Regions from separate parts of the Gossypium arboreum genome. Here region 2 is linked to region 1. The links are chromatin contacts, called in public Hi-C maps. All regions are on one chromosome and are shown on one strand. Each heading gives the region's core, a stretch centred on a gene start, on an enhancer-like site or on the middle of the called end of the contact. The rest is flanking DNA. Distances are from core to core; before and after follow the strand shown.

The links. A called contact is a pair of places that touch in the nucleus more often than the background predicts.
Region 2: a Hi-C map of leaf shows a contact between it and region 1, with 3 times the contacts expected there. The contact joins the promoter of LOC108482748 here to the promoter of LOC108452946 in region 1. A contact is called at or near these places in 3 of 5 Hi-C or Micro-C datasets (all in leaf).

What each region holds. Positions count from the first base shown.
Region 1 is chr12:86,155,189-86,160,936 of ASM2569848v2, forward strand. It overlaps LOC108452946, which reads right to left and starts at 4,199. Exons shown (of 51, transcript XM_017750763.2): 1 at 3,880-4,199; 2 at 2,949-3,246; 3 at 2,612-2,840; 4 at 2,128-2,467; 5 at 1,937-2,050; 6 at 1,698-1,826; 7 at 1,426-1,617; 8 at 1,131-1,325; 9 at 842-979; 10 at 633-755; 11 at 282-535; 12 at 1-18. The coding sequence starts at 3,978.
Region 2 is chr12:86,362,450-86,367,791 of ASM2569848v2, forward strand. It overlaps LOC108482748 (malate dehydrogenase, cytoplasmic-like), which reads right to left and starts at 3,541. Exons shown (of 6, transcript XM_017785865.2): 1 at 3,310-3,541; 2 at 3,067-3,225; 3 at 2,523-2,979; 4 at 2,311-2,446; 5 at 2,141-2,252; 6 at 1,345-1,539. The coding sequence starts at 3,352. The coding sequence ends at 1,445. It overlaps LOC108482766 (carotenoid cleavage dioxygenase 7, chloroplastic), which reads right to left. Exons shown (of 6, transcript XM_017785878.2): 5 at 5,130-5,342; 6 at 4,786-5,024. The coding sequence ends at 4,878.

The DNA.
Region 1 (5,748 bases), core at 2,949-5,448:
TCAAATATCGATTGCTCCCTGCCAGAATTAAATAGCCCATCAAACTGTCATGTCTCAAACATGAAATTTCGAGTAAAATTCAAGTTTAAAATGATGAAATATCTAATAGAAGATATATCATGTGAAGAAAAAAGATCAAGCTCCTCCTATGAAATATTTTAAAAAAATCAACCAGATACATGGAAATTCAAACAGTTACATAACCGATGAAGAATATCCATATCAAGCATATTTGAACAATGGAAGGAAAATCTAAGAATGGTACTGAAGCGACAAAATACCTTTTCACAGAAGATTCCTTGAACCGTGCAAGCATTTGAACCATTGCATCAATGGTCAACTGACCAGAAAACATTTGATGGAAGTAAGAATTTGCTTCTGCCTCAATTTCATCTCCATATCCATCAGAGGGGGAAGAAACTGTTGTCCCACCATTTTGCAGCTTTGAAGTAGAATCCATAATTGTCGCATGCAACCTTTCCATTTCCTCAAGAAGCTGAGTAGAGGTTATGGAGCCACTATTAGCTTTAAGGATCTGCACAGGAAACATACAAAGGGAAAGCAGTTAGTGTCCAGATTAAAACATATTAAATGTTTGGATCACAAGAATAACCAGCTACTAGCAGCAGAACCTTGAAAAAAGTGGTACTAGCTTCCAAATAAAGATTTAAAACAGCAGTAGTATGATGGAAGGGTTTGGCAGAAAACTCTTGTGATCCACCAAATTGTATCTCCTTCAAGAACTTTAGGCACTCCTGAAAATTGGACCATGCATGTTAGCTAAAACATTCTTTTGACCAAATTAACTTCAGTAAAATAGGATACTGGAGGACTCTATTACCTCAAAGAAAACATCTTTATACATATTCAGATTACTACTCAACCACTTCTCAAAATCTATAACCTCATTCCTGGAAGCAAGGACTGCTAATCTGATGGCAGAAGGAAAAGGCATCATCTCCAACACTGATGATAGAATCTGCAACAATAACAAAAAGAGAAATTACTGAAATAGAAAACAGATATAACATGCAAATAGATCCTGAAGCAACTTTTTTTTCTAATCAATAAAATACAAAATCACAATCTAATGCAAAAGGAAAGAAACATCAAAGAAAATCCAAACTTACATTTAATTCTTGACAGATATCCAAAATTCTAATCATGCTGTCAGGCTCAGTATTCTGTACTTCTACAAATCCACGTAAGACAACTTTTGGGTTCACATGCCAAAGTTGAAGTATTGTACCAGCACCCACAGCATTTTTAATTATCATTAGAAAAACTGAAGAAGTCACATCATGCTGCAGGAGATTATAAGCCGTCTGCAAACAATAGATGCAAATTTATTACCCCCAAAAGTTAAATATGCAAAAAAGAAACATCATACGGCATTATCACATATGTTATATGGTGAACATGTACATTAACATGAGCCATCCCAATAAGCAGGATTTCAGGGCAGTGTTTTAAGGGATAATCGAGCATTGATCGAACAAAACTGGCGTGACCTCTTTCAGCTAGTTGACACAGCACATCTAAGAGGTCCAGACACAACCAGGCATGATTTCCATTTCCAATCTGAAGCTTATGTCCATGCACTGCCTCCGCGTAGGCCTGCAAGATCGATTATTATTCTTACAGCAATACTGTGACAAGAAGAAGAGAAGGAAAGACTAAATTTGCATAGCTCTTACCAGCTGCCTCACTGAATGGGCAAAGGTAAATACTTCTGGCGGTGCTGCTACAGCATATTTTAGAAAAGATAGCTGACCTTCAATATCCTTCCACACGGACCCACAGACAGCATGGAGAGGGAAGGGTTCCTGCACAAGGTCCACAGAAAAATTACACAGATGAAAAATAATGATTAAACAAAACTAAAGAAAAAGAACAAGGAACCAACTTCAGACACGTTAAATGAAATCAATAATACCTGGCACGAATGTTGATACACAGACATGAAGAAAGTGAATGCCGTCTCATTAGGAATGTAGAACCCCTCGTGATCCAGGTGTTCAATAACTTGAACCCAGTTGGTATTGGGTGCCTACAAATATAAAGAAAATAGATTTAATTTAGAATGAAAAAGACAACATGAAAGCAAAAAAAAATAGTATAACTTACGAGTTGCTTTATAGTTTTTATAAGAACATCAACATTCCATGAGCTCAATGGAGGCAAATCCAATGAATTCCCGCAACCAAGGGCCAGGCTAAATGTTGAAAATGCAATTTGGTTGTCCTCAAGACCAACATAGGTGCGGGTAATTGCACCAAGTATCCTAGATATAGTCACCTCAGTCAGAGGTAAATAAAGAGATAAAATCTCTTTGCAATGTGCAGCATCAGTGGTGCATCCATAACCTAGTTCCTTAATGATATCCCCCATGCTCATTTCCTTCTCCATTTCTGCTAAAAGAGCATCAAAATCATTCTCCTCAGATTCATCGAAGAAATCTATATTCCTGCAGAGAGAAGAAAGGGAATAAAAAATGAGTTATCACAACATGATGAAATTTTAAAAAAAAATAAACAGAACAACACAATAAAAAAGCTCTCAAGATTAACTGCTTGTTCAAATGAGAAAAGGAGCCTGAAGAAATTAGCACCTTAAGAAATTAGCCTCGCGCAATTCATCTGAAAGTATTGGAGTTAAAACAAACTGTGCAACATCTTTGGCTTGAACTAGAGATAACATCTGCATAAAGGAATCTACGTGCCTGGAAAAAGCACTGGAGCACTGGAGGAACATAACCATATTCTGAATTTGCATGGAAGAATCAGGACAGGCAGGATTAGACTGCAATTCCTCAATCTGAGCCATACAAAAATTCTTACCTAGAAAGGTGCAAAAGCTTCAATTTCATCATTCTGATCAACCATGTCAAAAAAAGAAAACAAAAATAAATCAAGAGTACATCCATTTAAGAAAACAACGCAACTTACCACACATTCTTGTCTCTGGATTTTCAGAATCAGATAAAGCAAGACCAACAGCAATTTTTTCAGACAGAGATAACTGCAGTGTTTTTGAGAAATTCTCCAGGAAATTCTCGCTGATATCCATACTTCTTAGGGACTGACAGAAGACAGTACAAAAGTTTGGCTTGTCCATAGCATGTCTAAAAATTGAGGCTACAACTTGTTCAGATTGCAAATTCTTTGAATCTGTTTTGTGAGAACTCAAGCAATCCAAACAGGTTTGCAGCACCAGAGTGTTTCCTTCGATTCCATATTCAATGAACTATCAAGAATCAACAGGCCAAATGTTATCCAGAATATTGCATTAAATAGAAAAGAATCACATAAAAGCCCCCATTTCAACCAGCTAGATATCACTTTTCACACCCCACCACAAGAACATATAGCTCTTCGTAAATTCACACTTCATTTCTAGATAAGCTGCGCAACTAGAAACTAGCTAACATGACTTGCTAGCCTAAGAGTACATCTTCTAGCTCATAAACTTTTAAATCTAAATTTACTTGTGAAACTCCGAATCAATTTACAAAATTATTAGCTACAAATTATATTGGCAACAGTCTAGGGATTTTTCTTCAAGAAAATCAACAGAAATCCTAACATCCACTACATTTCAGTAATACATATATATATGGATTCTTATGGCTCAAACAGCACCAAGCTAACTAATTGAGTAAAAAAAAGAGTTACAACGTGATCAAGCGAATTCTAGGGTTTTCTTTAAGTAACTCAATCTAATTCTATTAAATAAATACATTAAATCTAACGTCAAGTTTTGCATAATTCCAGGGTTTTCTTTAAGTGACCATACGAATCAATACAAATGTAACCTAAAAAACCATCGAATTGGCATTCGTAAGGAAAATTAGATAGCGAAAGACCAAAAATAAAAAACCTGGCAGAGTTCTCGAAAAACAGAATCAGCGTTGGCTTCGGTCAAGGACTGCAGCAAGAACCGAACGTGGCTTGAGAGTGTGGAGGAAAGCTCGAGCATGGTGAGTGAAGATAGATCGCGAGTGTTTTTCGATGGTAAAAGCTAGTGAGAAGATAAAAGGGGAATGGATTAGGGAAATGATAGGCTTTGAAGATTGGGGATATTGAGAGAACCGTCGAGAAAAAAAAAAGGTGAGCGCTGAACGTCTGAGAGAGTGTGTGTGTGTACGAAGAGTACAAATGATTTTGTGCAAAGTGACATGCGGGTCACGATTCTACAAGAAACTTTAAGAAACTAACAAATTTAGTCCCTGAACTTTGTTAACATTTCTCGATTGGATCTATGTACTTTTTTTTTGGACATATTCTCCTTGAACGTAGTAACCTTTTTCACTTTGGTCCTATCCCGATGTTCAATGTGAGTATGCACCAGCATAAGTCTAATTGTGAGGATTAAGGCCTATCCTGCAGTGCTTAAAAAAAGTACATCTTATTTCAAAAGTATTTTTAAAAAATGAGTTGTGCTAAATAAGTTGTTTTTTGTTAAAATTTTTAGTTTTTCTCTTCTAAAAGTATTTTTAGTGTTTAATTAATTTTTACCCTCAAATAACATAATACTTTTCCTCTTTTTTTGTGCTTAATTACAAATGTGTTAAAATCATTAATTAAAAATAAAAATATTTTTAAAATACTAATTACAAATATTTAATGGTTATATTTAAATATTTAAAATATAGTTTATATATTCTAAATAAATTTTATAAATAATTAATATTTATTGCTTAAAATTTTAAAATTTATATTTCATATATTAAAATATTAACAAGTTATAATATTTTTTATATTTTTACTAAAATATAATAATATTAACTAATTTAAATATTATTTAAATACATATTTGTTATTTGATAATAATATGTCTAAAATGGACATTTTATTTCTCAAAAATATTTTTGATAGCAATGCTAAACACTCAATTTTAAAATCAAACTTTTCAAAACACTTCTCAAAAGTACATTTTCATAACACTTTTCAAAAACATTGCCCAACTAACCTTAAGGGGATCCTAAGTCCCAATCAAAGCAACTCACAAGTAAAGCGATGGCCTCAAATATACTAAGCGAATTAAACTGCTACATGATACTTTGTTATTACGCTACTTCATTGTATACTTTATTTTTAAAATTATATACAAAATCTAAAAATTACAAAGTAATTATAAAAAAGCAAATGATTTTTAAAAAATAAGGTGATTATGTGCACAATATCTGAGTACCACATTATCGTACATTGTCAAAATTCAAGTTTAAAGATTAAATTGAAAAAAACTATCAAATTCTAACACTAATGCTAACCAAAAAACATTTTGTAGACCATTATAAAAAAATTACTAAATTTAAGGACTAAATATTACTTTCTATGAAGCAATGAAGCTTTTAAAAATGTTAGATGAAGCAATAAAGTAACATTTAGCCGCTAAACTAAACATTTTTTATTCATTGGTCCTTAAACTATTTTTCACCCATATTAGTCTTAGAATTTTGCAGTTTTTTTTTTCAATTTGATCCACAAATTTGAATTCTATTAAAATATGATGACATTGTACTATGAAATTGTGACACATCATCATTTGAAATTATTTTTTAAAATTCTTTACAATTTTTTTGGTATTTTTTAGATTTCATTTAAATTTCTTAAAAGTTTTATGTTAAGACTTAGCATAATCTCATAATATCACGATATCACACTTTAACGAACTACAAACTCACAGGTTAAATTGAGAAAAATTACCAGAATCAAAGATCAAATGTTGCAATGAAGTAATGAAGCA
Region 2 (5,342 bases), core at 2,291-4,790, 210 kb after region 1:
AATGATAAAACAATATTATGCTCTAAATGGAAGAATCTAAATTTGAATATTTGAAACAATTATTGAAAATGATAACCACAAATTTCAAACATGAACTATAAAATGGATATGAAAAATATCATAATGAAAAGAGTGTAAAAATGAGGAAGAGATGATGCAATTGGAATGCCATCATCATGGCTTGCCAACATCTTCAACTAACAACCTATCAAGATAACGTAGGGGTAGATTTAGAATTTTCTTTTTGTGGGATCAGAACTAAATTATGAAATTTTAGTGATTAAAAAATATTTTTATAATTCCTAATTTTATTATTTTTGAAAGGATTAAATATATATATTTTTAAATGTTGAAGTGTAATTTTATCATATATTAACATATTTTTCATTATTCATAAAAAGATTAAATTGCATAATTTATATATATTTGGGCTTCAATCCACTCTATTGTTTTGGATTTTTTCTTTAAATCCAGGGAAATGGGCCTTTGTGATCTTCATAGCCCCGATTCGGGCTCTATAAACCAAAATATAAAAACAACAAAAGGTAAAATACACCTAACATAATTAAACTATTAGTAAATTTACGTTTTAATCGCTCAATTTTAAAAAAAAATTATAAAATGATCATTAAATTATTCAAAAGTTTTCATTCAAGTTACTGAACAATTCAAAGTTTTTTATCTAAGTCACCAGGCTGTAAAATTTTTATTTAACAAAAAATTAGCTAATGAGACCCAAGTAACAATTTGACAATCGATATAGTTGATTAGTACTCAACGACGAGTAAAATATATATTAGGTCCAAGTCGATCTAACAGCCAGTGTCGGATATTGGAGAAAACTTTGGATTTTAATTTGTAGATACGTGACATTTAAAAACTATTTCAATTTTTTTTAAAGTTTAACTATAGAAGAGAGAGAAAGGAGAGTTTCCAATTGGTCCAAGTAGTGCGAATGAAGAAGGCTATACAACAATAATTTGAACAGCTTAGTGACTTCAATAAAACTTTCGGATAGTTCAGTGACCAAAATAATTTTTTGAAATTAAGTGATCAAAATATAAACTTACTAATAGTGTAGTGGCCTTGGATGTAGTTTACCCAATGGCAAAACATATATGTTTATCTATAATTTATTAAATAATCGATTTTCATTAATGGCCCTCACTAATTTAATTTAGCAAAAAGTATGCAGAATGACGTTAATACCAAAGGGTTTTTGTTGTTGTTGCCATTTTTATGAATAAAGGAATATTTTCAATGTAAATAAATAAACATAAATTATCCTAAAAAAGAAATGAAATGAGAAGAGAAGATCACTATCCTTCATTTATGTCTATTTATTATTGTTATAATTTAATTATTTTTCATGGAATTATTAATAATAAAAACATTCCCCTAAGAAAGACAATCAAATCGTTTATTTGATTCACTTGTTCTTTCATCAATTAAGACAAGAATAAGCCAATGTTTTCTCCTCCACAAGCTCTTTTGCTGTTGCATCCATCTTTTCTCTCGAGAAATCGTCTATCTTCAGCCCTGCCGGGATTAAATTATATCGAATTAATGTACAAAAATTAAATCTCAAATTACATAATAAATGAATCAAAATTGTAATTTAACCAAAAGAATATTACATATCAAACACAAATGTAAAAATTTAAACAAAAGTATCATGGAGGATTGCATTTTGCCCCTTCTACTTAAAAAATGAGTAAATTAGATGTTTAGATCAAAGAGTAAATTAATTATTTCTGTTAAAAATTTTATCTATTTTTACTATTATATGTATGTTAGAATGAGATACACATGGCACAATTTTTTAAGTAAAGGAATAAAATATATCCGGACTCCTAAAGCAGTGGAGTCCATAGTACTCAGAGGCGGATACAAGGGGAGGCTGGCAGTGGCCTTGGCCCCCCTTAAAATGGAAAATTTATATTTAGGCCCTTGGAATTTTTTTAAAATTTAAAATTAGTAAAAGTAAAATTATACTTTGTCCCCTCTAAAATTATAGAAATTTGATTTAATCCTTTAAAAATTATAAAGATATAAACTATAAAAAATTAAATTTTCATTCGGTTCCCCCTAAAAATTTGTTCTAGCTTTGCCGCTGATAGTACTTTTACCAAAAACTTACCCTGAGCAATTGACCATTGTCCTTTATCACATGTAACTGGGAATGAGTAGATAATGCCAGATTGAATTCCATATGATCCATCAGAATACACTCCCATGGACACCCATGTTCCCTACAATAATCACCCAATTATAACTCATACATACATAGATAGATACATACATACATACCTTGGGAGTCCCAAGAACCCAATCACGAATATGATCACAAGCAGCACTTGCGGCGGACAATGCACTCGATAGCTTGCGAGCTTTGATAATGGCGGCACCGCGTTGTTGCACCGTGGTAATGAACTCCGTGTTCAACCTATAAAAACGACGAAGGATTAGTTCAGTCACGAACGTATAGTGTCTCGAAATATAAATTCGGAATTTTACGTTACCAATTGTCGTCCGCTACGACACTTCTAACAGGCTTCTCTTCACTGTTTGTGGGCGTGACAGTGGCATGGTTCACATCCGGGTATTGAGTGGAGGAGTGGCTACCCCATATGATCACGTTCTTCACTTGACCGACATGGATCTTTAGCCTCTCGGAGAGTTGTCCAAGCGCTCTGTTATGGTCAAGTCGAGTGAGGCATGTGATGTTTTTCTCCGGGATTGACGGTGCAAATTCTTTCAAGATAAGGGCATTGGTGTTCGCTGGATTAGCGACCACCAACACCTTACAATCCGGTGCGGCTTGTTTCTCCAATGCCGAAGCTTGAGCCTTGTAAATCGATACGTTTTTCGACATCACGTCTTTCCTTTCCATACCTTCTTTTCGTGGGAATCCGCCAACCATCACGGCTATGTTCACACCTTTACAAGCGACCATGGCGTCGGTGGTAGCAACGACATCTTTGCGTAAAGCCAAAAAACCAAAACCGAGTTAAAAGAGAACGTTTGATCAACAAATGTGAACCATGATGTGCAAATTACACATACCGATGAGAAGAGGAAATGCAGCATCAACTAATTCCATTTTGACACCGTTTAAGGCCTCGGTGGCCGGTTCGATATCGAGCATATGAAGAATTATGGGTTGATCGGAGCCTAACATTACTCCCCTCGCAATCATAGGCACTAAAGCATACCCGATTTGGCCTGTTTTAACACAAAAGAACACCTATGAAACACAATACTAATTACTAAATAGTAAATAAAATATATTAACAGCACAATACGTACCAGCAGCACCAGTAACTAAAACTCTAACTGGTTCTTTCGCCATTGATGATGAATTGAGGGTCGAAAATGGCCGTAATGGAGGAAATATATGAGGGTGATGATGATTACATGATACAGAAGGTAAAACCCTTTTGTGTTGATTACAAGATGATCTTTATAGCCGGAGGATCCTCACAGTTAGTTTCGGTTTCAATTTGTGTTAGTTTGTAGAATAAATTAGGATAATTGAGAAACTGGCACTTGTTGATTTGACTTTTTCAAATTTATAAATGGATTATATTCTTCCATTTCAACTTTGAAGGAAGTTTTGGATTAGAAGAGTTTGGGTCCTAACAGGGGACTACTCAACAATTTGACAATTCGACTTGATGAACTCAAATTGAATTGAGTCCAGATTGAGATGAATACAGAGCGATTGGAACCTGAATTGATTTAAACACTTATTGATTTCTTTTTAAAAACTCAAATTTGAAATTTTGACTCGATTAAATCAAATTCGATCCTATTTGGTTTGATCATAAGAGTCTAAAACTCGAATTGTCCAATTGAAGCGAATCCGAATTGACTTAGAATATGAAGTGATCAGAACCCTTAATGATTTAACTTGAAAATCTTAAACCTGAAACTTCGATTAGACTCAAATTTGATGCGATCGAATTTTTTCATAAAATTCAACAAATCAAATCATCTAACCTTAATCTCGAATTGAATCAAATCCAAATTGACTTGAACATTTAATGATTAGACATTGAATTGATCTGGATCCTTAATGACCCGACTTGGAAAAATTCAAATTTGAATATTTGAATCAATCGATTCAAACTCAAATTCAATCTCATCCAATTTGATCATTAAAAAACTCAAACCACCTAACCTTAAACCCAAATTGAATCAAATTTGAATTAACTTGAACATAAAGTGATTAAAACTTGAACTGATTCGAACCTCTTAATGACCCAATTTGGAAATATCCGAATTTGAATATTCGAATCAATCAATTCAAACTCTAATTCAACCCCATCCTATTTGATCATTAAAAATCTCAAACCACCTGACTCTAAACCCAAATTGAATTGAATTTGAATTAACTTGAACGTGAAGTGATTAAAATTTGAACTGATTCGAACCATTAAAGACCCAATCCAAAAAAACCCAGAGTTTTAAACATAAAATTATTCTAAATCTAAAATTATCTAAAATTAAAATTTTCCCAAATCAAAATAAACTGAAATTTTAAAATAAAAATTCATGCTATATAGATACAAACTCGGATTGCTGTAATTAATATTTAGGAGAGATTAAATTACAAAATTTTTATTCATTTAAATGATTAAAAGACTTCAAATAAATAATTAATACTTGAAAGGGACTATTAATGATATTTTCCCATTTGATCAAAGGGTCAAGATCCCTAATATCCCCAGTTGGTCTCCAAATAATAAAATTAATTATATTTAAATTCAAGATAATAATAACTTTTTTCCTTTCAATCAAAATCATATTTATTTTTATAAATTTATTACATAAATAAATTTCTTTCTGTATTTACAACTTAGAGAGCAAAAAAATTAATCATTCTTGGCCCAAAAACCATGAAATCCAAGAGGGAAGTTCAAGTGCTTAGGGACTTCAAATCTTGCTACAACCCCATCACTTTCTCCAATTCTCTTTGGATCCAAAATCACCAAATAACATCTCTGTATTGAAACTGCATACTGCAAAAAAAAAAAAAAATACAACAACATAACATTATACATCATGCAAGAAAAAACCCCTGAAAAACACTGTCAGAACAGAACAAAAATGGGTCGGATTCTAACCTCGACGACAAGAATATACCCATCTTCTTCTTCAGTTCCTTTAGGGACAAAAATAGGTTCACCAATGAACCTACGAGCCCCTGCAGGCCATGTACTTACAGTTTTTGATGATAAATTTAGCTTCATTACCATATCAAATGGAAAATGAGGCAATGCTTGTCTTGTCCCTGAAGATGTTGCTGCATAAATGCATGTATTCTTTTTGCCCGAAAA